Linked DNA regions of Mus musculus: region 1 is linked to region 2. Evidence: chromatin contacts called from public promoter capture Hi-C data. All regions are on one chromosome and are shown on one strand. Each heading gives the region's core, a stretch centred on a gene start, on an enhancer-like site or on the middle of the called end of the contact. The rest is flanking DNA. Distances are from core to core; before and after follow the strand shown. Region 1 holds the start of 1700094J05Rik (RIKEN cDNA 1700094J05 gene). Region 2 holds the start of Dip2a (disco interacting protein 2 homolog A).

Region 1 (5,019 bases), core at 739-3,238, 44 kb after region 2:
AACACAGGCCACTCAACTTTCCCCGCCATCCGCTCCATCTGAGTGTGAAGGGAAGGAACGTTCACTGCACGTTTACTTTTCTTTCCAAACGCTTGAAAAAGGTGCTAAGCAATGAGCTGAGACCTGGACCCCACCCCCCACCCCCAACACACGAAGACATTCTTAGGAGGCAAACAGAAGCACGTTGGCAACTTGTACTCAGGGAACAAGGTGACAGTGCATTTGGACAGCAGAGGACCTGGTGGAACCTTTGTAGTATCCTGAACTCTAAAAGTACACACACACACAATAATATATATATATATATATATATATATATATATATATATATATATATATATATATATACATGTATGTATGTATGTATGTATGTATATGTATATATAAAAGACAGACTCACTTTTCCTGCTCCCATCGCTTCTTCTCGCTAACTCATGAGAAGGGGATGTTAACAATTCTTGAGAATCAAAAGATGTTACGATAAAGTCTTCGACGTCCTTCTCCTATTGGACAGGCAGATTTTTGTAAGGTCACAAAAACAGTAAGTAACAACAGATGGTAACTTCCTAAGGTCAGAATATATTGTGCTGCACACCCGTGCTGCCGACAGCTCAGTCAGCACTGGGGATAGTCTAAGGGACAGAGAAATGCCCAGTGAGTACAGGCAGCTGCAGCCACGCTTGACAACCTGGGTGTAAACTATGGGACCCCCAGGATAGAAGGCGGCCATTGCTCACAAGGCGTTCTCTGACGTCCACGTGCTGTAACCAAACACACATGCACACAAAATGAAATGTAATTTTAAAAACTGTTTTAAAATAATCTTTATAAAACAGCCACTAGCAATATATCTCAAAAACTTTTAAATTTGTGCATAGATGATAATGTATGGGTATCTTAGATAACATGTATACCCCAAAGTACCCTCATATAAAAAATACTTCAAAACAGAAAAATGCCAGGGCTGGAGAGATGGCTCAGCAGTTAAGAGCACCAACTGCTCTATCACAGGTCCCGAGTTCAATTCCCAGCAACCACATGGTGGCTCACAACCATCTGTAATGGGATCCGATGTCCTCTTCTGGTGTGTCTGAAGACAGCTACAGTGTACTCACATACATGAAATAAGTTTTAAAAACCTTAAAAAAGAAAATTGCAATTAAACTAAAAAATAATAAATTGAAGTGTTCTTAAAATTAATCAGTACCACATGTACACTCACAGACAATTACTATAATAAATCTAGGGCTGTGGCTGTGCCTTAGTCAGCAGAGTGTGAGTCCCCACCCAGCTTCCCCACATAAAATCCCAGGTGGATGCTATGTCGCTACAATCCCAGCACTTGGAAGGTGGAGACAGGAAGATTCACGGGGCTTGCTGACCAGCCGGTCTGGGCCAAGGAGGAAGCTGTGTTTCAGTGAAAGCCTCTGTCTCAAAATAAGATAGAAAGCAACAGAGGAACAAGAAACATTGACCTCTGACCTCCACATACACATACAAAATCTAAAACAACTCAGACAATGAGGCCTTTTGTAAATTACATAAGACTTATGACCGTGCTACTCAGAACTAACATCCATTAAGACCCACAACTTAAGGTTCTGAGGACTGCAATTATCCCTCATGTTTCAGAGGTGACTAAAACCATCTAAGGGTCCCTACAACAGTCAGCTGGAGGGCTGATTTCTTCTGGAAAGCCAGGCTCCTCAGCGACTCTGAGGCACATACTGTCAGATGAGCCAACAATAGCCTTGCTGTGATGCACCCTGCGAAAACACTGGCCCCCCACAAATGTCTGCAGCAGGGAGTAAGGGGAGACACCTACCGTGGCTGTCCTCTCCGCATGGTGCTTCCCAGCCGAGGGGGCCACTGCCCACAGTGGGGCCTGGCCTGATGCAGACTTGCCCGGGTAACAAAGCAGCCCCGACACGTCTGCCTGCAGCAGCGGGTCTGTCCAGTCTGGTGAGATGTCCACACTGTGCAGGCTCACTGTGCCCACGCCCGGGGTCAGGGGCAGGCTGTGCTGAGGCTCCAAGGATGGGTCCTTCCGGACAACTTCAGGGGAGCTCCAGGACGACAGGTCCAGTGCCCTCACGGGGTCCTGCTGGGGCTCAGCCGCCTCCTCTGGGAGGAGGGAGCCGCTGTGCCCACTGGCTTGGGAAGAGAAAGGTCCACCTTGGGATGTTAACTTTTCTTGAGTGGGGAAATCTGGCATTTCAACTTGGACCAACAAATCCTGATTTTTAATAATATCAATTACATCCCATGTGGTTTTGGCAATATTAAGTACATCATCGGGAGGCGATGGCTTACTTTCTTCACCGTTACAACAATGATTACGTGGCCCATTTTCCGACAGGTTTGGCTGCTGTAATTTACAAGTTTCCGAGTTGGTGTCCCTGGAGGCCACGGAATGCACGCGGTGGTCCAGTTCCTCCTGAAGTTGTCTCACCTGGGCCATGAGATTGGCCTTGCCCAGGGGACAGTCTTCCAGTTCTTCCTTAGCCTGTGTGAGAGAACATGGAAATGAACAGGTGAAGTACAAGCTGATATTTCCCTAGTGTTGCTGAACTATTTTCAGAAAAAGAGCCCCTATAACAAACCTTCAAGAGACATAAAATGTCAACTTTATTTAATGGCATAGAAAACAGAACTAAAGCTTGAAAGTTGGGTTTTTTTGTTTTGTTTTTCATGGTTTCTGGGTTTGTTGTTGTTTTGTTTTTTGTTTTTGTTTTTGTTTTTGTTTTTTTTACCTAAAAGACAAAGATCATCATTAAGGGTTGTGAGGACTTACTCAAGATTTGGGGGTTTTGCTTTGTTTTGTTTTGAGGGAAAAAGAAACTAGAAAGTTCTATATGCACACACTGAGAGACAGACAGCTGTAACTGCTATGGGAATGCAGAGCTTCCTTGTTGGCAGGCACCTGGCACTGTCTGTGGCGCCACAGGCAGAGTCTTCTTACAGTCACACAGACGGAGCCACCATAAGATCACGGGGGAGTGGGCTGTAGGCCGCTCGTGAGAGACTTCCCAGAGCATACTCCCTGAGGTGTCCGATGGGCTGGAGATGGAGACAAGCATCCCTCAGATCACGGCACAGGTCCAGGTCCTGCTCTTGGCCTAGGTCCAGTCAAGGTTAGTGTAACTCTGACCCTTTCCTGCTCTCAGACACAGGCAGGGGTGGAGCCTGAGTTTGGGGCCTCCACCTCCCAGCAACACTAAGGGCACGGGCGCCATCACAGCCGTAATGGTTCCAAATGCCATGCGTGCACTGAGACCAACCAGCTTTAGGAGTCTTTTGAATCTTCTGAGTGGCTAAGGAGTCATGGGCTTGCTTTGTAAGCATCAGTGAGCAGGCCATGGGGCCTCACTCACCAGCAGGACTCTGTTCTCACAGAGGAACTTATGACTGACACACGTAACACACACCCAGGGCGGGGAGCAGATTTGCAGCAAGGGCTGCTGGATACAAGGGGCCTGGCAAGCCCTGCCACATGCTTCCTCATTAAATCCTGACCCTAAACAAGCCAAGATTCCCAAGGGACCCTTCTCTCCCAGAGTAAAAATTGACCCTTTCTTAGATTAAAAGATATAAGAAAGAGAGAAAGAAAGAAAGAAAGAAAGAAAGAAAGAAAGAAAAAAGGAGGGAGAGAGAGAGGGAGAGAAGGAAGGAAGGAAAGAGAGAAGAAAAAACAAGGCTCAAAAAATAAAAGAGTTCCAGTCTGGCAGTGGTGGCCCACGCCTTTAATCCTAGCACTGGGGAGGCAGAGGCAGGGGGATTTCTGAGTTCAAGGCCAGCCTGCTCTATAGAGTGAGTTCCAGGACAGCCAGGGCTACACACAGAGAAACCCTGCCTCGAAAAACCAAAAACCAAAACCAACAAATAAATAAAAATAAATAAATAAAAATAAAAGAGTTCCAAAGCTAGAGAGACACATTGGCAGGGACAATGGAAATCAATCATGGCTAAAAATCTCAAAGATTTTTGGATTTGGAAAGTGGAGCAAATTGGTGTTCAAATGAACAGGGGTTATGTAAGCAGACTGCAGCAAACATGAATAAAGCTTGTAAGAGACTGCAGAGCGCACAAGGAGAGTCCATACACCAGGGGTTAGGGACTCTGAGGCGTCTCTAAGGAGGCTTCTCACCTCTCACCTCGGAGAAGCAACCCTGTCATGATGTACCTGGCCCTCAACTGTAGAGCAGGCCCAGCCCACCTTACCCCAAGCCCACGCGGCCGCTTCCCTTCAAGAACCCTGCTGTCATCCTCTGTGCTCAAGGGCACTGCCTTTCTCACTAAGAGCATCTGCTCCTAGCCGCCTCTGGCAGACTGCGAGTTCTGATGTCATACTGTCGGCCGGTGGAGGTTGGCATCCTTTAGTGTCACAGGACTTCGGCAGACTGTAGGTTATCCTTGACCAGGGGAAACCAGAGAACTTCTACAGCAGTGCTCCTTGCCTTCCTAATGCTGTGACCTTCAGTACAAGCTCCTCATGCTGTGGTGAGCCCCCAACCATAAAATTATTTTCATTGCTACTTCATAACTAATTCTGCTAGCTATGAATCCTAATATCTGATATTGGTATACAACCCCTGTGAAAGGATCATTAGCCACCCCCCCCCAAAGGGGTCTTGCAACCCGTGGGTTGGGAGTCAATGTTCTCAACTGGGTTAGTCAGGGACTCAGATGTGACTTGGCTGCTCCTCAGACCACCTGAGCAATAGAGCTGCACCAAAAACAAGCAGAGACAATGAGGGAAGCTCTTCTGGCTCTGCTCAACACCCACCGCCAGGCACAGCAGGTCAAAGACTTCGGGCTCTGGTGGAAGGATACATGTGGTAGGGAAGCGCAGGGTGGAGCCGCTGGCAAGAGGAGCAGGTGGGAACAGTCAGGCAGCTAAACCTGCAAGCTCTTAACTGGAACATTTTCAAAGCCAGCTTGGGTAGGGCCTTCGGCTCCACAATAAAGCCAGGAGGAGACACTAGGGGGAGCTACTGAGCACAGGTGAGCCAAACCCCA
Region 2 (5,289 bases), core at 1,223-3,722:
TAGTGGTTAAGAGCACTGACTGCTCTTCCAAAGGTCCTGAGTTCAAATCCCAGCAACCACATGATGGCTCACAACCATCCATAACGAGATCTGACTCTTCTCGAGTGTCTGAAGACAGCTACAGTGTACTTACATATAATGAATAAAAAAAAGATACTGAAATACTCGTTTTAGGACTATGACACAACATATATATATAACACATTCCTTTCGTTCATAAATAAAACACCTTGACTGTTTCAAACCACTTACACACACTGAGCAAACCTTTACAAAGACCTTGAAATGTCAGTAAAACGTTCACCTCCTTTTATGGCTGGCCAAGCCCAAGTTCAGACATGTTATAAATCAGTGGCTTGCCAGGTGACACTTACGAGATGCCAGCCTCTATGTGAGTTCTCCAAAGGTCTGCCTGAAACACAGTCTGTATCACTAGGCATCTCCGAGCCCAACAGGGACAGCTACACATCACAATAATCCCAAGCTCTAGGGTCCAGTGTTAAGGTGTGAAAGTTCTCTGAGAGCAGGGCCAAGGGCAACTCTGCCAATGTAATCATTTAACCTATGTGGCAAAATGAAATGTGCCAGTCTAGCAGAGGGCAAGAAACTATGGTTACTGACTCTGACTCTGGGGTTGCCAGCGCACTCTGCAGTCTCCTGCTATTAACTCTGAACTGTCTGCCCCCTTCCTCCACGTAAGCTGTTTTTTCAGATCCTCACCATGGCACACACCTTATACCCTTTCCTTACATAAACCCCATGTATGTCTAAAACAGTATCAGTATAAGTAGATTTGATTAACTTAAGAGCTACTTCTATCGCTGACATACTTCAGTCCTGCCACAAGTTATGAAGTTTTTGCTTTGAGGAAATAATTTAATTAACTGTAAACTCGTAGCGAGCATTAAAAGCTATATAACCCTACGGAACTGAAATAACCGATATTCTGGAGCCGTAATGAGGAGCAATCTGCAACAACATATTTGATATGCAAAAGCCAAACTACAACTATGCGATTTCCCCTGGGGAGTCATATCAAATCCAGTACAATAGACCTTTTTTCTCAGAATCATTCCCAACCACGCCTCCAAAGAGAATCAAGGATTTTCAAAACGGAGCTGGAGAGATGGCTCAGTGGTTAAGCGCACTGGCCGTTCTTCCAGAAGACCTGGGTTCAAGTCACAGCACCAACATGAATCTAGGACCCAATTCTGGCCTCCAGGGAACACCAGGCACGCATAAGATATACAGACAAACATGCAGGGGAAATGCATATATTTAAAAAGAAAAAGAGAATTCTCAAAAACTCACTAAACCTACCACAGCAAAGCTTAACAATCTAAATGGGGTGGGGTGGGGGGGTGATGGATTCTAACAAGTTCTAATTGCATTTAAGTCTCAAAAGCAGAGTTAACAAGCACAGATGCTTTTCCACCAGGGTTGGAGGTCAGTTTATGGAGAACAGAACTCTTTTCCCAGGCGTCCAAATTGAGGGCGCCACTCCCATCTCTGGAGTTCTATTATTTCCCTAGTCTGTTTCTAACAACCACTTATTTGACTTTTTAACTTTTTAAAAATCCTCACCTAGAGAGGGCTGTCGGGTTGGCCCGGCGAGCACTTGCCCTCTAATCTGACAACCTGAGTTCATTCCCAGAACTCACAAGGTGGAAGGAGAGCACCAGCTCCCAGCTCCGTGCAAGCTGACCTCTGACCTCCCCACGCAGGCACCGTGACCCTTGCCTGTCCCCCACCTCCTCCCCCAGTGTAATTGTATCAAAATTCCGTAAAGGAATAAACCTTTTAAGTGTTAAACACGTTTTACATGTTTATAGGTTAATGCACTTCAGCCTCATAATCCACAAGGCGCAAGTGTACTTTTGCTTCGTTTTCTAGATGAGGAAACTGAGGCTCACGAGGCAGTCTGAGGTTCCAGGGGTGGGGCTCGGCTTCTGCATCCCGGGCTTCCTGCTGGCCGACAGGCTGCAGGGCACACGCTGGAAGCCCGGACCTGGACCGTGGCCTTGACGGTCGGGCAGCAAGAGTGCGCCTAGGCCCACCTCCCAAGCCAGTCCCTCCCGGTGTCCTTCGGAGGCCGGGCACCCGCCAGTCTGCAGAAGCTGGCGGGCTCTCCGGCGAGCGGCCCAGACAGGGATGCCGAGGAGAGGCCGGCGGGGATCCCGTATGAGGGTACCCGCAGGTTCCGGGGGTGACGCTCCCGGAGGTCCCTGGGCGGGGTCTCGGGCGAGGGTCCCTGGCGGGGTGGGGGGTGGGGGGAACCCGCGGCTCACCTTCGGACAGCTCCAGCTCCAGCTCCGCCAGGCTCTCGAGCACCTCGGCGGGCAGCGGCGCCGCCTCCAGAGGGCATCCGCGGTCGGCCATGGCCGGTGGCTCAGGCGTTCCCCCAACCGGGGCCTGCAGACCCGCAGCGGCCGCCCGCAGCCGGCAGCGGGCGGGGCGCGGCCGGGGCTGCTTCGCAGGGGCGCGGGCACGGGCGCGAGCGCGGCTGGCTCCGGCTCCGGGAGCGCGCTGGGGACGCGCGTGCGCGGCTGAGGGGCGGGGCAACGCTTGCGCGGGTACGCCGGGCCGGCCCCGCCCAGCAACTTTAAAGGCTCGGTTCCATTGGCCAATAAGACACGCCGGAGCAGCCCGGAGCTTTACTCCGCTTCGGGGTGCGAGAGGAGCGGCGGGCGGGAGAGCTGGACAGAGGCGCCTCGGGAGACGTGCGACCCCACCGAACGGACTTCAATGTCGCCCAGGTGACCCTCCTCCGGGATCCCCACCTTCTTCTTCCTCAGGAGCCCTGCTGGCACGCTTAATTCTGTCCGCGTTCCTGCTATGGTATCAGCTAACTCTGGCGGGTTTTCTGCCGCCCTTAAAGTGTGTTTGCTTATTCCCTTTCACAATAACCCTGGAAGCACTCTGACATTGACCAAGAAGGAGCTCTGGCAGTGTCTCAGTCCTTGAGATGTCCTTGGGGCATGGAAGCATAGATCTGACATGTTGGAAACCTTAGTGGGATTTTTGAAGGAGCTATTCTCAGAGTGGCGGTATATATACACATATACGTATAAACATGTATATACATACATACATACATACTTACATACATATATATACACACACACACACGCACACACACACAATTTTATTTCTACTACTCATTAGCCACCCTCTTGCCACTGTCTACATATATTAAAAATCCCAGGTAGGCAACAAAAAAGACCATTTTGGAGGCTTTCAGTGAGCCTAATATTACATCCACAAGGAACAGCATAGGAAGGTGTCCCCAACTGATTTTAAAACATCTGATTTGAGCTGACTAATCTGGTTATACAGGCAGGAGGTGTGGTATGCAAACGAGGGACTATTTATTTCCGCAGGTCACAGGTTTATATAGGAAGCAGTCACAAGCTTTGCATGAAAGCTGGTCAACACTTCTCACGTTTCTCTGATCAATGGTTTCTTCTAAGGAAGTGTTCCCTGTCCTCTTGAATGAATAATAGCTGCCGAAAGTTTACTGGTCGAGAAAAAAAAAAGCATCTGGGCTTCGCCTTTCGAGGCGGGTGCACTGTCTGGAGTGGGTGTGGCCAGAGCAAGGTTTCCTGGACCAGGTCTCCTGGATTCAATTGTAGTAGATTAGCTTGCTGCTGGAGTATTTTCACATTGACTGTAAAGTACGGAAAACAGCCAGACTTGAAGGCATTCCAGCAGGTTGCTGGGGAAGGAGCTGCTTAGCTGACAGTCCCTCACTCTAGGCTGCCAGGAATCAGGAAGGGAATGATGTCCTTGTCCTTCAAAGAGCTGAATTTTTATTTATTGACGTCGGAACAAAAAAGTGTTTACAATAAAGACTTAAAAATTCAACACAAAACGTTTTAAGCAGCATTTAACAACACTTTAGAGCATTTAACATTTGTTAAGGTTTATTTTATGTGTGGGTGTTTTGCAGGCAAGTGTGTACCTGTGCACCACATGCATGCAGTACCAAAGAATTCCAGAGAGGGCGCCAGATGTCCTTCAACTGTAAGACTGCCCTTAGCCACCATACTTCATACTACAAAAAAACCCAGAAGTTTCTTCAAAAGCAACAAGCACTCTTAACTGGTGAACTGTCTCTCCAGTCCCCCATTTATCTATTTTTTAAGCATTTAGCCACTGGCTCTAGGGAGCGTTGGATCCTTCTGTCTTTCTCCACAGCTCAACAAGCTGAACAGGGGTATAAACCCTGCATGTTGACCCAGTGAAACAAAATACCTAGCAGGTAAAATGGAACTTCTTAGTAAGAAACAGTGGTCAGCTAATGGCAAACTACAGTCGATCAAGAGCCAAACCCTATGAAATTGCATGAAAAAAAAAAAAAAAAAGTCACCTGCAGCGGTATAATTAGGCCAGGAAGGAAGATCCCAAGTAACTCCAAACAGTAAAATGTGTAAATGAAACAACTCTCTGTAACCATTGGGTCTTCTCTATGGTTGCCACAATTCCCTAATAATGACCTGGGGACTTATTATGAATTAATGCAAGTCCTTAAGCTAGGCTTGTTCCCCAACTGGCTCGTACTCAATTATCCTGTATAGACTATTCTTTATCTACACATGGCTAATTACCCTCCTCGGGTTTATACATCCTACTTCCTCCAAGTCTGCAGTGAATCTCCCGCCTCTCCCAGAGTTCTACTCTCTCTACCAGGAACTCCCACTTCCTGCCTTTTCCGAATAGGCCATCAGCTCTTTATTGACCGGTGATGCTTCCACACAGTGCACAAGAGATTACCCCTACAATTCTCTAAAACCAAATCTGGAGCCTTGTTTAAAAAGCTGGGCCTGTGACATCTGGCTTGGAGGTGCCCATGTATCTATTTTCAAAGATTTTGACCCCCTTAAACTGCCTGGAAAATTTTGCCTGTCCACAGACTAGGGTCCTAATTAAACCTAGCATGCCTCCTCTTCCACTTGGCAGAAGCTAGAACCAACCAAGAGACACACCCATGAATGAGTCTGTGAGGGCATTTTCAGGAGAGGAAACTTTCTCCAGAGTGGGCTCTGCCTTATAGTAGTATCTCTGGCAAAAAGAGATGAATAAGCAGGGCATGGTGGCACATGCCTTTAATCCCAGCACTCGGGAGGCAGAGGCAGGTGGATTTCTGAGTTCGAGGCCAGCCTGGTCCACAAAGTGAGTTCCAGGACAGCCAGAGCTATACAGAGAAACCCTGTCTTGAAAAACTGAAAAAAAAAAGAGAGAGAGAGAGAGAGAGATGAAAAAAAGAGATGAATAAAATCAGCTTTGCCT

Evidence for each region. Promoter capture Hi-C pulls out the DNA fragments that hold promoters and counts their contacts.
Region 1: a promoter capture Hi-C map of stem cell-derived epiblast-like cells shows a contact between it and region 2, with 4 times the contacts expected there. The contact joins the promoter of 1700094J05Rik here to the promoter of Dip2a in region 2. A contact is called at or near these places in 13 of 39 promoter capture datasets (the 3T3-L1 cell line, 3T3-L1-derived adipocytes, the HPC-7 cell line and 10 more), 6 of 484 Hi-C or Micro-C datasets (the G1E-ER4 cell line, embryonic stem cells, extraembryonic endoderm stem cells and 2 more), 10 of 115 datasets of contacts at active chromatin or transcription factors (the 230-238 cell line, the HPC-7 cell line, embryonic fibroblasts and 3 more) and 2 of 9 other capture datasets (adipose tissue and pancreatic islet).

The regions. Positions count from the first base shown.
Region 1 is chr10:76,387,027-76,392,045 of GRCm38.p6, forward strand. 1700094J05Rik (RIKEN cDNA 1700094J05 gene) reads left to right here and starts at 1,989. Exons shown (of 5, transcript NR_040580.1): 1 at 1,989-2,080; 2 at 2,360-2,534. Pcnt (pericentrin (kendrin)) reads right to left here. Exons shown (of 42, transcript NM_008787.3): 25 at 1,826-2,506; 26 at 401-503.
Region 2 is chr10:76,342,819-76,348,107 of GRCm38.p6, forward strand. Dip2a (disco interacting protein 2 homolog A) reads right to left here and starts at 2,473. Exons shown (of 38, transcript NM_001081419.2): 1 at 2,289-2,473. The coding sequence starts at 2,379. It overlaps Gm40699 (a long non-coding RNA gene), which reads left to right and starts at 2,477. Exons shown (of 2, transcript XR_871838.2): 1 at 2,477-2,756; 2 at 3,950-4,439.